3 separate regions of the Mus musculus genome follow, and regions 1 and 3 are each linked to region 2. The links are chromatin contacts, called in public Hi-C and promoter capture Hi-C maps. All regions are on one chromosome and are shown on one strand. The core of a region is the stretch at or near the end of the contact, and the rest is flanking DNA. Distances in the headings are between cores, read along the strand shown.

Region 1 (4,973 bases), core at 732-3,231, 340 kb after region 2:
CACTGCCTGACGGCTCTCAAATTATCTGGTGTCAAAGCCCATGACAATAGTAACACAAACACAAACACCAGCTCCTGCACTCATATCTCTACCCTACCCTAGTCCCAGGTCTTACATGATGATGATGTTGTTGCTGTTCTGGGATAACCTACTATGTGCTAGGCAGACTCTACTGCTGTGCTAAGGGCCTCGCCCACCTTTATTTACGTTTTATTTTTAGTATGGGGTCTTATGTGTCCCAGGCTGGCCTCTTATCTTGCTGTGAAGCTAATGAGAACCTTGCCCTCCTGAAACTGCCCGTGTTTCCCAAGTGCTGGGATTACAAATGTGAGCTTCACACCTGGCTTACGCTGCTCTGCTCGGGAGTTTCATGCACTCCCAGCCCCACCTCTGCCTGCCTGCCTGTCTTTTTCTTTTTTGTCAATTTCATTAAGTTACTCTGCTAGGTCTTGAATATAAAATACATCTGTCTTAGCCTCCCGAGTGCTGGGGTCACAGCCTGTTGCCATCACACACAACTGTGTCACATATCTTATTGCCCCAGCTGACCTAGAACTTCCTAGGTAGCCTAGGCTGGCCTTAACTCACACACCAGCACACATACATGTAAGGGACAACCAGAAAGTAGAAAAAGCAGAAAAAAGTATTTGAAGACAGAATGGTTGAAAGCCTCCTGTTCGTTGAAAACAATAACCTGTGACTGGGAAGTTTGTGACACAGGAGGGAGAGGATAATAAACACATGGCCAGGCCACCTCCCGGGGCAGTTCTCATCCTGGAGGTACCAGTAAAAAACAACTGCTTATTCTGCAGAAACAGTATGTGAACCACGGTGAGATCACTACCTGCACGAAACAAAATGCCAGCTAAGAAAATCCATACCCAGAAAACCTGTCCTCTAAGATGAAGGTGAGAATAAAGGAATTTCCAGATGCAAATGGGTGTGTGTGTGGAGGGGGGAGGGGGTGTTGCTTTAGAACCACCGGGAGTTCTAGCTGAAGCTAAGGACCCAATCAGTAATCCAGGTACAAAGGGCACCCTCGACCCCCAAGGAAAGTCCCTAACATAAAATTATCTTAAACATACTTCTCTGAACAGGCAAAAGAGGCACGTGCTAGCAACAGGCAGGAACAAACAAAGGGGGAGGGTCCGAGGGGCCCTTGCTGGCCTGAGGAAGTGGCTGCAAAGGGTAAAGTAAGGATTGCAAGGCTGCACTGTCAACAGACAGCTAACGGAAAGTGGGAGAGAACCTCACAAGAGTTAGACCCTTCTGTGTCTCACTGGAACCGAGGCGCGCAAAGAAGTAAAAAACACAGCGGGGAACTATTAAACCTTAATAAAGTCTCCTTATGCAAGGGAGGGGCAGCAACCATGACCACTGACACGGGGAACAGTTATTGTCAGCCTCGCTACACACAAACGTCTGCGCAACGCAAGAGGCAGGGACGTCAGCCTGGACTTTGGCTAGCGGTGCAGGGCAGACACACTTCAGGCTAAGGGACTCACTGTCCCTGCCATGCTCGTTCGGCCAGAGACCCTTTGCAGCCGGGGTTTAGGTCCCAGTCACCCTAGCTCCCGTCCCACTGCCCGCCCTCAGCCCAGGTTACACACGACACAGGGGCTTGGCTGAGCTCGCTCGGCTGCAGCACGCCCATCTGTGGGCAGTGCGAGAGGCCAGGAAGCCCGGGCAGTAGCCCGCACGGCCGAGGGCAAAGCTCGGGTCCCGGTGGCCCTCACCCCGGGGAGCGAGCCTGGAGCCCCGCGCCTGGGGCGGGTGGAGGTGCCTGGAGTGCGGGTTCCCCTCCCAGGGGCGGGGCTCGAGGCGCCCGCCCCCCGCCGGCTCCCCTGGGAGAGTGCGGCTCGGCGGCGCGCACCCCGCCTGCGGGGGCCCCTCACCTTCCTGCTCCTCATGAGTGAGCGCCCCGGCCTAACGCTCCTCCGCCAAGTCTCAATCGCGCGGCTCTGAGCGCGCGCGCGGCGTCTGATGTCATCGCCACGTCACCAATCAGGGGCCGGCGTCTCCAGGTCACGTGCTCTCCGCGTGCAGAGCGGGCAGCGCGCGCCTCCCCGACGGACGGCGAGCCGCGGGCGGAGCGCCGGAAGCTGGGCAAGGTTCCCGCCACGCTGGGAAAGGGACGTCTCCTTCGCGCGGAGGCCCGCCCGTTTTGGCCGCCATGTTTGGGAAGGGCACATCCCTGGGACCCCCGTCGCCGCCATGTTTGAGAAGGGCGGCTGCCTTGCTGCAGGCCTGTGCTCTCGGGTCTCAGGCCACCTTCAGCTCGGGTTCCCCTTCACCCCGAGGGAGGCGTTAGACCGGCCTAGCTCTGCCATCTGCCGGCACCTCACAGTCCACGTGTGAACTCTATGGTGGGAAGAGAGAGGAGACTCTTGCTACGTATCCTCTGACAATTACTGACACTCCCGAGTTACTCCCCATCTCAATAAATATAATAACAAATTGTTAGCATTCTGTCTAAACTCCACCCACAATATGCTCCTCCCCACAGTTAACTGGCCTGACCCACTTTTATAGGGGCTGCTTGTCCCCTCCTCCCTCTCTTAGTCTTGCTTCCCTCTTGCTTCTCTTCCTTGCTCTTGCTCTCCCCTTCCCCATTCCCTTCCCTTTCCACTCTCTCCAAGTGCTCATAGCCATGGCTGGCCTCTACTTCTCTACTCTCTCCCTCTCTCTGCCTTTCTCTGCCTCAATTACCCTCTTAACTCCTGTCTACCTTGAATAAACTCTATTCTATACTATACCATCGTGTGGCTGCTCCCTCAGGAGGAAGGGATGCCTCAGCATGGGCCCGCTGAGACATTCCCTTCCTCTAAACCTCACCACACCCCTATAGGACATATTCTTTCTGTCTTTATCTTTTTATAAACACATCAATAATAATGATGATAAATATTATAATTAGCTTCAAATACACATGAAACCTTTGGCCTCAGCCTCTGGTCCTGCTGGACAGCCTGGACAGGTAACCCTGGTCGCAGAACTCACAAAATGAACCAGACAGACATCACTGTTTTGACATCTTAAGGGTGAGACCAGAGAGTAAACTGCTCTAGGGTTTGGTTTCCCTTACATCCTGGAAGTCCTTGTCCTCTGCTCTGCCTGACCAGCTCTCTCCAAGCCCACTCCTCTCTCTCTCCAAGCCTGCTCCTCTCTCCAAGCCCACTCCTCTCTTCAGTGCAATAAAAAGGAGACAAGCATGTAAAGATACCGTCTGCACTGCAGAGCTGCACAGGCTCCTCTGTCTTTAGAAAAGCCCCTCTAAGTATTACAGATGGATGGATCAGGCTGCTGGGAGATTAGGCTTTGGGCAGGGAGCCAAGCACCTTGCCGCTTCAGCATGCTGGTGCCCTCTGCTCACCTTCCTGGTTGGTGTTCCCTCCTCCTCAGCCTCATGCATCTTTACCGTTACTTCTCACGACACTTGGAAGGGGACTGGCAGATGTGTGACTGGCAGGAAATCCATTGGAAAGGAAATTAATATAATCGCAGCCAGCCATTAAAAACCAGCATGCGCCGTGACACAAGGAACCTGCCAGGTCGTCACTGTGGTTAATTCTAAGCAAGGACAGTGATTTCTCTCTGTTGTTCAGTGTGCTCAGGAGCAGCCAGTTCCTGCTTCTATCGGGTTTTGGGGTTGGTGTCTGTCAGGAGACGTACTGCTTCACGGCTAACACCCCCAAAGCCTCATGGCCTTGGTTTGCTTTGATTCTATTTAAAATTTACCTTATTTTACTTTACTGTTAAGTGTGTTTTGCCTGCATCTGTGTTTGCACCACGTTTGTGCCTGAAGTTCTTGGAGGTCATAAGATGGCTCTGGGTTCCCTGGGATTGGAGTTATGGATGTGTGCTAGCCACATGTGGGTGCTGGGAACCGAATCCATGTTCTCTGCAATAGAAACGAGTAGGAACAAGTTCTCCCACTGAACATGGCTATACTGTCTTGTTTCCTCGCTCGCAGATAGGATGAGAATGATGTTCCTCAGTTGCTTCCCTGGGTGATCCTGACTTTGTACTCCTATCAGGCACATCTAGCCAGCACTCTGGACTGGAGAGCTCATCTGGACCACCTTCCCTCTGGCCTGGTCACTGAAGATGTATGCCAGGATGGATCTCTGCCCAGGAGCTGGCTGGAGCTCTTCTGATTCCCTCATTGCTTCCAGAATCAAGACCAATATTAAGGATGAGGCCTTTGAGGTCCTGTCAGGCACCCACAGTAGGCCCTGGGTGGGGCCTTGCTGACTCTACGAGGGACTCTCCCTTGCTGCCTGCCATGTCTTCTTAAGGCAGGATGCAAAGGCAGAGGGGAGTACGGGGACATTAGAAGGAAGAGGAGCCCCTTGGAGTCTGAAGCCTCTTGACAGCGAGAAAGGGAACCCAGTACTGCACACATTTCCTGTGATAGCTGGTGACAGTGTAATGGTTTGTATATGCTCAGCCCAGAGAGTGGCACTATTAGGAGGTGTGGTCCTGTTGGAGTAGGTGTGTCACTGTGAGAGTGGGCTTTGAGACCTTCATCTTAGCTGCCTGGAAGACAGCATACTGATAGCTGCTTTAGGAACAAGAGGTGGAACTCTTAGCTCCTCCTGCACCCTGCCTGCCTGGACACTGCCATGCTCCTCCCTGGATGATAATGGACTGAACCTCTGACCTGTAAGCCAGCCCCAATTAAATGTTGTCCTTATAAGAGTTACCTTGGTCATGGTGTGTTTTCACAGCAGTAAAACCCTAACTAAGACACACAGATTTAATGTTCCCTTCGTATATGATACCTTGTGTTAAATTATCAATAAATCAAGCTGAAGGCCTGGGTTTGCATGACCTTAGGAAGGGTTTTATTCCTTTTCCTGTTTTTGTATGTTTGCTGTTTGTTTGTTTTTCGAGACAGGGTTTCTCTGTGTAGCCCTGGTTGTCCTGGAACTCACTCTGTAGACCAGGCTGGTCTTGAACTCAGAAATCTG
Region 2 (4,359 bases), core at 1,802-4,301:
CTGTGAGCCCTTGTGAGCATTGCTTAGCTGACTCGGTGGGCCCTATTTTCCTGGTGCTCTCCATCCCCTCTGACTCCTACAGTCTTTACCCCACTCTCTCACAGGACTTCCACGCTCTGAGGAAGGGGCCCTGTGGAGACCTCCAATCTCCCCGTGTAATGTCTGGCTGTGGATCTCTGCATCCACTCCCATCTGCTGCTGGAGGAAGCCTCTTTGATGATGACTGGACAAAACACTGTGTCCTTTTCCACATCCTTGTCCTGCTTGCCCTTCCTGAGCCTCCAGTCACACAGGTTAGATAGTCCAACACCGTCTCCCTTTGGCTTTTTCACTACACTTTAGATTGCTCTTTTTATTTCATTAGATTCCTGGACAGAGCTGGGTACAGCTTGGCAGCAGAGCCTTTAGCATGCACAGGGACTAGGAGTTAGATCTCTGGCAGGCAGGCAGGCAGACAGACAGGGATAGACACAGAAAGAGGATTACAGGCTTCTTCCTTGCCCTCAAGACCTGAAACAGAAGGCCTGGCAGCTTGAGACAAAGGCATGCAAGTCTTTTCCTAAAGAAAGAAAGGTGTCCCCAATTCCAGCCTAGCACCCCCTTTAAAAAACCAATAGTCCTCCAGGAGAAGGTTAGACTTTGACATCTGAGTCCCACACCCGCAGTGTGTTTTGCAAGGGGGGAGGGCTTTCTCTGTGTGTGCCTTGCTATGTGCATTTCTGCTCCCCTGGCCTGTTTTGCAGGGGGCCTTTCTCTGTCCCTACCTTGCATTTCTGTTAGGCATAGTGCTGATACCTTTCGTTCCAGCACTTTCAAGGCAGAAGCAGCCAGGTCTCTATGAGTTTAAGCCAACTTGGTATGCATAGTGATTTCAGGCCAGCCTGGGCTACACAGTGAGACCCTGCTCCTAGAAAAAAAGGAGGGGGGGTGTTTTTCATCTGTTGATTCTGCCTGCAGAGTCTGCGTTTTCCCCTGATGTTAACTGTCTTGTGTTTGAGGGTCCCCCCCCCCGTCTTTTAATTCTTTAGAAGTCAGATACTAAGGGGGGCAGGGCGTGATGAGACCTTGCCAAGCAAGAGCTGACATGCTGCAAACTGAGGATGGGCTTGGTGGGGTGCAATACCTCATAATGGCCTCAAGGGGTCAGCAACAAGTCGCCTTTCCCAGGAGCAGTCTACCGCAGACAGCTGAGACCCAGAGAGTTCTGGGTCCCAGGTCTCAGTCCACAGGTCACTCTGAGCTCCTCTCCTCCATCCAGTGTGACTGACGCCCATTTGAGCCTGGATCTGTGGCCAACTCGTGCCCTGCCCAGAAGATATCACACCGGAAAGAGCAGAGGAACCACCCAGCTTCGGGGCTGAGGTTGGAAGCATAGGAAGACCAGGGCACAGGCAGTAAGTAGCTAGACAGGAGTGTCACCAGGGCATACAACCCCACACTGTTGGCCAAGAAAGTGAAAGTGCCAACCCAGAGTCTCCGGCATCACCTCTGTCAGAGCAAGCTCTGGGGCTACACTGCATGAACCGTGTGTGAGGGCCGTGGTGTGAGGTCACAGCTCTTTCCTGAAAAACAGATGACAGAGGTGGGTCAGGATGGGGACTAGTACTGGCTGTGTCTCAGGACCTCGGGTTACACCCAGGTCATGTCCCTGTCACGCACAGCCTAGTGAGCCAGGCAGAGCAAGCCACAGTGAGAGGCAGCTGTTTTTATTTTAATATTTACTTATTTATTTATTATATGTAAGTACACTGTAGCTGTCTTCAGACACTCCAGAAGAGAGCATCAGATTTTGTTACGGTTGGTTGTGAGCCACCATGTGGTTGCTGGGATTTGAACTCAGGACCTTTGGAAGAACAGTCGGCGCTCTTAACTGCTGAGCCATTTCATCAGCCCGAGAGGTGGCTGTTTTAACAGATACGGTCTCTCTTCTTGTCCCAGAGTGGTTGAGGTTCTGCTCTGATGGCCATGCCCTGAGGGGTCTTGGGGATAACAAACCATCTGAATACAATGTTGCATCATCAAAAAAAAAAAGAAAAAGAAAAAAATAGCTGTAATGGTGTCTGCCTGTAACCCCAGCTCCCAGGAACCTGGGACAGCCTGGGGAAGGTGAGTCTGGACTAAACATACCTGGCAGAGTCAGGATGGTCAGGGCCGTGTCAGCCCAGTCCTGACCCCCCTGCCTTTAAGAGGACCCCACTCTCCAATGGGAACTGGGCACTTCCAGCCTCCGCCTCCAATCCACCCTGCTCTGTGTTCTCTGTGCCTCCGCCTCAGGCTACCCTCCTGGACGTGTTCCCTCGTTTCTTGGCTCTTACACTCACTATGCCTCTTGCCTACCCTCCTCTTCTCACCTTGATCAGAGCCACCCTTGGGATCTCAGGTTTGATTAGCACTTCGGAGGGCAATGGTGCAGACCCCATCCTTTTCCACATGAGGAGCCTGACCCCCTAAACATGGGGGTCGTTATTACCTCCTCATTCTTGAGGACACTACATAGACTTGGTAGCTGTTTTCCTGAGATCTGGAGACTCGCGGCCAGATCTGTGTGGCTAGCAGAATTTCCAGCCTTCAGAGTTCTCAGTAAAATGAGGTTGTGGTGGATAGGTTAAACCATGAAAGGTGTTCTGGGAGATCCTGGCCAGGGCTGCCATGAAGCAGCCAGCTGCAAAGAATGCAGAGGGCGGGGCTTTCTTTCAACAAACAGGTTCCCGCAGGCCCGGGATTTCTCCGAAGGCTTCCTGGAGGAGGCGGCGGACCTGGGAGTGAGGCACAGAAGGAAGCGGGCGTAGGAGCGGGAGGGAGGGTAGACAGTACCCGAGGGCGGACTCCCGCCCGAACCACCAGACGGGTCACGTGAACGCAGGCGGACCCAGGTAGAGCGGTGACGCAGCCGGCGCGGCCAGGTGAGGCGGTGGTGGTGCAGCAGGTGCCCAGGGCGCGTCCCGCCCTCCGGCCGCGCAGCCGCTGGCGGAGCCCACCTGGCCCCGGCTCCGCCCGACCGCTCGCCCGACCGCCCACCGCGCAGGAAGTAGAGAGGGCGGGACCGGCCGGCCCCGGGACGCGGGGACCCAGCGGCACTGCAGGCTACACCCTCCCGGCCGACCCTCGGTTGCGCGCACAGGTGAGTCTGGGGACTGGAGAGTCAGCCAAGGGGAAGACCACCTGGGGCGCCCGGAGCACCTCTGCTCCATTCCCCTCTCCGCTCCCGCCCCTCCTGTACCTCGGCGACTTCATCGCGCCCCGCCCTCTCTCTTGGGCTGAAAGCCGGGGATCTGGAGCCTAGCTGCCCTGAGCCACAGTCCAAGGGACACTTTGCAGTGGACCTGGTTAGACACTTGAACGCAGAGACTCCTGGGAAGTCCCGGGAGGGGGGGGCGTGGAAGTGACTCTTCCGGGAGCTAGAAAGACGATCTGTTTAGATAGGCTGAGTGGCCTGACCCCCTCGTGCCCTTATCCCACCTTGGTGGCTTTGGTGTCTAGTCCTCTAGCCAGGCTCCGCAGTGCCTTCCAGAGGGAGAGGGCTGTCCCAGAAAGCAGAGGGCGGCACTTATAGACTGGACGGTGGTGAGCACCTGTCCCCAACCCACTACCTTGGTTCCCATATCTGTAAATAAGGAGCAGAGATCTATTTTGAGGTTGAGCGAGAAAGATGAATTTGGGCATGGGCCTGGTCCCAGGGGCCGAGATCTGAGTTGGTAGCCACCAAGATGAGATTTTAGCGGCCTCCACATCATGCCTGGAGCCCAGACAGGATTTGGTAGCTCCTAAGTAGATGCTTGGGTGTGTTTGTCACTTGAGTGACCAGCTGCAGGGTCCCAGGTACTGTGTGGAGCCATTCGTGACTGCATGCCAGTATGCCCTGATAGCAATGGCTCCCTACCCAGGTGTGTGGGCACCAAGCTTGAAAGTTGCTGTTTGTGGATTCAGGCAAGCTGCTCCAGCCTCCGGGCCTTGAGCCTCTGGGCCTCTGTTTATCCATCAGAGTTCATTGATTGAATGCACCTCTGCTGTGTTCCCTTCTGGGGACAGACCCTTCTTTCTGCCCATGGTCCAGAGAGAAGCCTCGGACCATGCGCTCACAGCACGGCCTGAGAGAGGGAAGGGTCTCAGGGCTTTGAAAAAGTAAAGACTCAGCCAGAGAACAGGGTGTCGAGAGCTAGGTAGAGGCTCCCTGCCACCCTTCTCCAAACACCTAAAGCTAGAAATCTCTGGTTAGTTGGTTTGTTTTTTAAGATATATTTATTGTATGTATTTAAGTGTTGTGCCTGTGTGTATGTATGTATGTATGTGCGCCACAGGCATGTCATGCCTGGTGCCCATGGAAGTCTTAAGAGGTCATTGGATTCCCCAGGGGTTATG
Region 3 (4,553 bases), core at 1,257-3,756, 270 kb after region 2:
CAGCATGTGCTCTTAGTCATGGAGCCATTGCTCTAGCTGTGGTGATATTTTACAGCCATGTACAGGGCTGGGAATATATCTCAGTGGTGGAGAGCTTCCCTCATTAGCATGTAAGAGGCCCTCATTTCCACTCTGTGTGTGTGTGTGTGTGTGTGTGTGTGTGTGTGTGTGTGGCGCATGTAAACACACTTTTTTAGTTTAAGAACATAAAAATAAGCAAGTTGGTATGCTAAAGCTTTTGTGCTTCGGTGTGGGGCCACCCAAGGAACTGGGCTTCGATCCAGAATATTCTAACTCTTGGGCAAGTACCACTTCCAGCCATGACACGCAGAAGCAAGAAATACTTTCCTGGCCTGCAGGCTTACTGTAGCAGGGCCAGGCATCGTTCTCGGTAGCAGCGGGGTGCCTTTCACCTTTGTTCACAGTATGAGAAGCTAAGGAATAAGATCATCCAGGCTGTCTTCAGTGTCAGTGGGAACAAGAACTTGTCCATGGAACTCTCTGATAGCTACATCCTGGAATCCCTGCAGGTGAGGGGAGTCAAGCTGTGTTCGCCACCTGAGGCTGAGGGAAGAGGAGAGGCTTGGACTCATGGAAACCCAGCTCTCATTCTGCCTATGCCTTCCATGCACTGTAACCCCAGGACAGTCCTTGAGACCAGGCTATCCCTGGGGATAGCTGTAGCATGGAGTTGTAGAACCTGAGATACAGCCTCATGGAGGAGGGGCACTCAGCTACCCTAACCCTCATCCCTGCACAGGGAGAGGGACTGGCTGCCTGTATTCTGGAAGTTGTCTGGCCAGCTCAGCTTCCTTGGTGGAGCCTTCTCTATAGAAGCTGCTGGGCCAGAGTCCTGGCACAGACTCCTCCCTCTTGGCCTCAGCCTTGCCAACTCCTATGGACCCCCAAGGCAGAAACTTTAGACAGGTCTGGGGCTGCAGCACTGTCCACCAGCCCTTGGGGCTAATCCTAGGGCTGTGCATTTCTCTACACTGTAGGGTTTTTTTTTTTAAAGGGATAGGCATGCCTACTCTGAAGGTATTGGGCACCAGAGTCCTGGGGATCACTGAGGTACCAGGCTGCTCTGGTTGCGGCCACATGTGACATAGGGTCGCATCTCACTAGCAGCCAATCTGTTCCCAAGGTCTAGGCCTTCTGTTATATTGCCCTGTGAGCCCAACATTCTGGCATTTCCCTGTAGCTCATGGGGAGTGAGCCTGAGTCACTGCTACCTCTGAGGAGTAGGACCCTGGGGACAGGACTATGGCCTGTGTCTGCTGGTGGGGAGGGAAGTGGGACAGGGCAGAGTAGATGCCTGAGGTCCCATAACTCTTTCTGCTAGGAGTGAGGACAGAGCTGGGGAGGGACCAGATGGCCCTTCTGCACGAGATCAGACAGCTTTCTGGTCTGTAGGCATCTAAGGCATATTCCCTTCAGTGCCGTGTTGACCAAAGGGGTGGGTTTATAGTGAAGGTTAGACACAAGCCTACTCCTGGGACAAGCACATTGTCACTTTCCACCCTGCCTCCTGTGGCATCACAGCTCCGGCAGGGACACACACTTCAGAGGCAGAGATCTCTGCCTTTGTTTTGATATGGGTTTGCTCTTGCCTGCTGCAGCAAGTCCTGGGGTGGGGGTGGGAGACCTCCTTGCAGAGCTGAGAAAGCACCCACTGACTATGTTTCTTGTTCAGAGGATCATCTCGGAGAGGAGTGACTTCTACAGTCAGCTGAAGCAAAAGGGCGTGAAGGTGCCCCCACTACAGCAGTCAGATGTCTCCCTGCCTAGCAAGATCAAGAAGATGGCATCCAAGTGATACAGCATGCCCAGCTGAGACCAGGACCCTGCTGGCAAAGCCAGTCTATGTGGCTAGTTCTGTGATAGATAATTAAACCTTAGAGTTGGCCACCGTCTCATCTCTCTGGTACCTACAGGACCTCATTCTCTGCACCTGAACCACCCAGGTCATGTCCCCTCCCACTGCACCCTCCTCTGGGTCAGAGGCTGGGTGCCCCCATGCTCCTTCTGATCCAAACTTCTGCTGGGGCATGCTCTTGCTACCGGGGCCCCTTTGGAAGATGGAGAAAGGGTGGGAGGCAGGAGGCAGTAGAGCTACAGAGGACATCTTCCCAATCCTTGGGCTCCTGCGGTCTGTGGGTCATGAAGTCTGTACCACGTGTTCTGCTCAGTAGAGCGCTCACTCACCTGCTGGCTCTTCATCCACATCTTGCGCACCCGCTCTTCTGCTACTGCAGCTCCCCTGCACTGGGTGCCACCAGTTCAAAGGGGCCATCTCTGTCTTCCATCTGGAGAGTGCCCAGGCTCTACCTGGGAGCACGGAACTGAGCCTGAGCTCCAGTCCGACTCTGCGAGGCTGGGAAGGACCTGGCGCCCTCTGCAGGCGTCTGGGATGGCTTGTACGGTTCTGCAGCAGGCTGGGAAAAGTCCGAGGGGGGTCCGCCCCTCCTCATCTAGACTAGACTTCCTTGGCGACTGTGACTGCAGGCTTCCCAGGCTGGCCTCTCTCCCTTGGCCCCGCCCTTCAGACCCTGCCCTCTCCCCGGCCTCGGCCCCGCCCCCGTCACCCCAGGGGGCTGGAGAAGCCTCCCTGGCGTGCGGGCGGCCCTTGCAAGAGGCACAGGTGAGTCGCACTCGGTAGAGACCGCGGCTTCCCTCCCGCACAGCCCAAGGAGGTGGGCCTGGCAGCACGCCCCACCATTCCCTGTCCTCCGGGGCCAGAGCTTCCCTGGCCGGAGAATTCCGGACTGGGAAGGGTTAGGGAGGCCTAACCACCCAAGGCTGTCAGGCCTGGAACTGCCGGCTCAGCTCCTGGGGTGGGGGTGGGGTGGAGGGATCACCCTTGGGGCCAGTTTCTTCCTTTCCTCTAGCTGACTGCTCCTCTCCTCGCCACTGTTTTCTTTATTTAAGGCTCGAAGCACCAACCTTACCTCTCAGCATAATTGGTTTGCCCTGCTGGGGAAAGGTGGGATCCATTGAACAGACCCTGACAGCCTTCCTGAGCACCGGAGGCTTCCGACGCGCCTTTGTAAGTTGGGGTCTCAGAGGTGCTCCGTGGGCAAACCGGTTTAATGAGCAGCTGCATGTTGGATTCCCTCCAGGGGACACTCTGTGTTTGAAAGGGCCTTGTAGGCCCTTCCGACTGCGTCTATGACAGATTACCACGAAGGAAGCCTAGACTAGCCTGGCCCAAAGAGCTCACTGCTATCTGGCGGCCTGTCCAGCCAAAGATAGTCTGCAAATAACAGGATCCTACCACCTCAGGCTTGAACAAACTGGGGAGACTCTCTTCACACCCCAAAGTCTACAAGTGGGCAGGTTTTGCTGTAGATTTAGATAGCCCTATTGAGGCGAGTGTTGCATGGATATCTAGACTGCATATGTGGGTGTAGCAGCTCCAGCCATCACACAGGCAGGAAAGAGGTGGCTACTCTTAATTTGGGGAAAGCAAAAGTCCCCTCTCCCCACATTCCACTGTAGAGAGCACTTTGCCCACAACTGGTGACACGGTAAAGGGGGGATTGGGATCTTTAACCTGTCTCAGCCTAATGTGGCTGCCACAGGAGGAAGGGACAGCCCTGTGCAAGCAGCTGGCAGATTCTTTCTGAAACAACAGCCCGCCCACACTCCAGCAACACTCTGTCACCTCAGGCTGTCAGTCAGAGGCTCCACCAGAAGACACGCGCGGCTGTTAAGATGGTGCCCTTCCTCTTCCCATTCAGCCGAGCGTCCTGAGGTTCTGGAGCCCAGAACCTCAGCCCATTTCCTGCAGCCCAGTGGCCTGCTGTACCTTCAGGTACACAGGGTTATGTAGGACGGGCTGTATCCCCAGTGCCCCCGCTGCTGGGAGACAGGGTCCGGGTCCTGGAGCTGGGTGCCACAAGGGAACATTGGGTACCCAGTACCTAACTTTATCCGTATCTCACGGCCTGTACTTCTAGTATGTGCCCTGCTCCCTTTAGGTAAACACGAGGTAACAGGAGAGGTCAGAGGGTAAATGACATGCTAGTGTCCACTATAAGCCTGTTGGCAGTAGGTCGGAGCAACCATGCATGGCAGTGATGTCACTGTGTCTGTCCTTTTCCTGGGGTGGCTGGCCCTGGGGGAGTCAGGGATGGTTTGGTGCTAGGAACCTTTCTGTTCTGGGCACTCGTGTGTCTTTATTTCCTGCCCATCTACAGCCCTCTGGAGCCCCCGCACCCACAGAAGCCCTGCCTGACTCCTCTCAGAAGCAGCAGGTGGAGGAGGGGCTGAGGACAGCTGCTGCGGGGCCTCCTCCCTGGCTGGCTGGGCTGGCCGTACCAGACACCAGCCACTGCTCATCCCTCCCCTTGCCAGCCTCTCTGGAGAGCAGCTCCAGGCCTTATCTGTAGGGCTGGGGAGGAAGACGGTTATCAGGTTGTTGGCAGCTACACTTTCCTGGTCTCTGAAGGCTGCACTGGCTGTCTCCCCTGATAAATAGGAGGTAGGAGAGCCCCTCAGAGGCCCCAGTTGTAAATGCAGAGGCTTACTTACATTCCCGAGGGTCAGGGCTG

What was found. Promoter capture Hi-C pulls out the DNA fragments that hold promoters and counts their contacts. Hi-C and Micro-C count contacts between places; a contact is called where the count stands out from the background.
Region 1: a contact with region 2 is called in a promoter capture Hi-C map of embryonic stem cells. The contact joins the promoter of A430005L14Rik here to the promoter of Arhgef16 in region 2. A contact is called at or near these places in 2 of 39 promoter capture datasets (embryonic stem cells and trophoblast stem cells) and 1 of 484 Hi-C or Micro-C datasets (embryonic stem cells).
Region 3: a contact with region 2 is called in a Hi-C map of cortical neurons, with 2.6 times the contacts expected there. The contact joins the promoter of Smim1 here to the promoter of Arhgef16 in region 2. A contact is called at or near these places in 1 of 39 promoter capture datasets (neural stem cells), 1 of 15 datasets of contacts at CTCF or cohesin (embryonic stem cells), 4 of 484 Hi-C or Micro-C datasets (cortical neurons and embryonic stem cells), 7 of 115 datasets of contacts at active chromatin or transcription factors (embryonic stem cells, forebrain, neural tube and 2 more) and 3 of 9 other capture datasets (adipose tissue, embryonic stem cells and pancreatic islet).

Annotation. Positions count from the first base shown.
Region 1 is chr4:153,954,245-153,959,217 of GRCm38.p6, reverse strand. A430005L14Rik (RIKEN cDNA A430005L14 gene) reads right to left here and starts at 1,981. Exons shown (of 4, transcript NM_175287.4): 1 at 1,896-1,981. The coding sequence starts at 1,910.
Region 2 is chr4:154,298,587-154,302,945 of GRCm38.p6, reverse strand. Arhgef16 (Rho guanine nucleotide exchange factor (GEF) 16) reads left to right here and starts at 3,051. Exons shown (of 15, transcript NM_001112744.1): 1 at 3,051-3,121. It overlaps Gm52687 (predicted gene, 52687), which reads right to left and starts at 3,302. Exons shown (of 3, transcript NR_168682.1): 1 at 3,221-3,302; 2 at 2,471-2,756; 3 at 1,691-1,979.
Region 3 is chr4:154,023,997-154,028,549 of GRCm38.p6, reverse strand. Smim1 (small integral membrane protein 1) reads left to right here and starts at 2,506. Exons shown (of 4, transcript NM_001163721.1): 1 at 2,506-2,641; 2 at 2,929-3,046. Ccdc27 (coiled-coil domain containing 27) reads left to right here. Exons shown (of 12, transcript NM_001033455.2): 11 at 426-530; 12 at 1,694-1,906. The coding sequence ends at 1,816.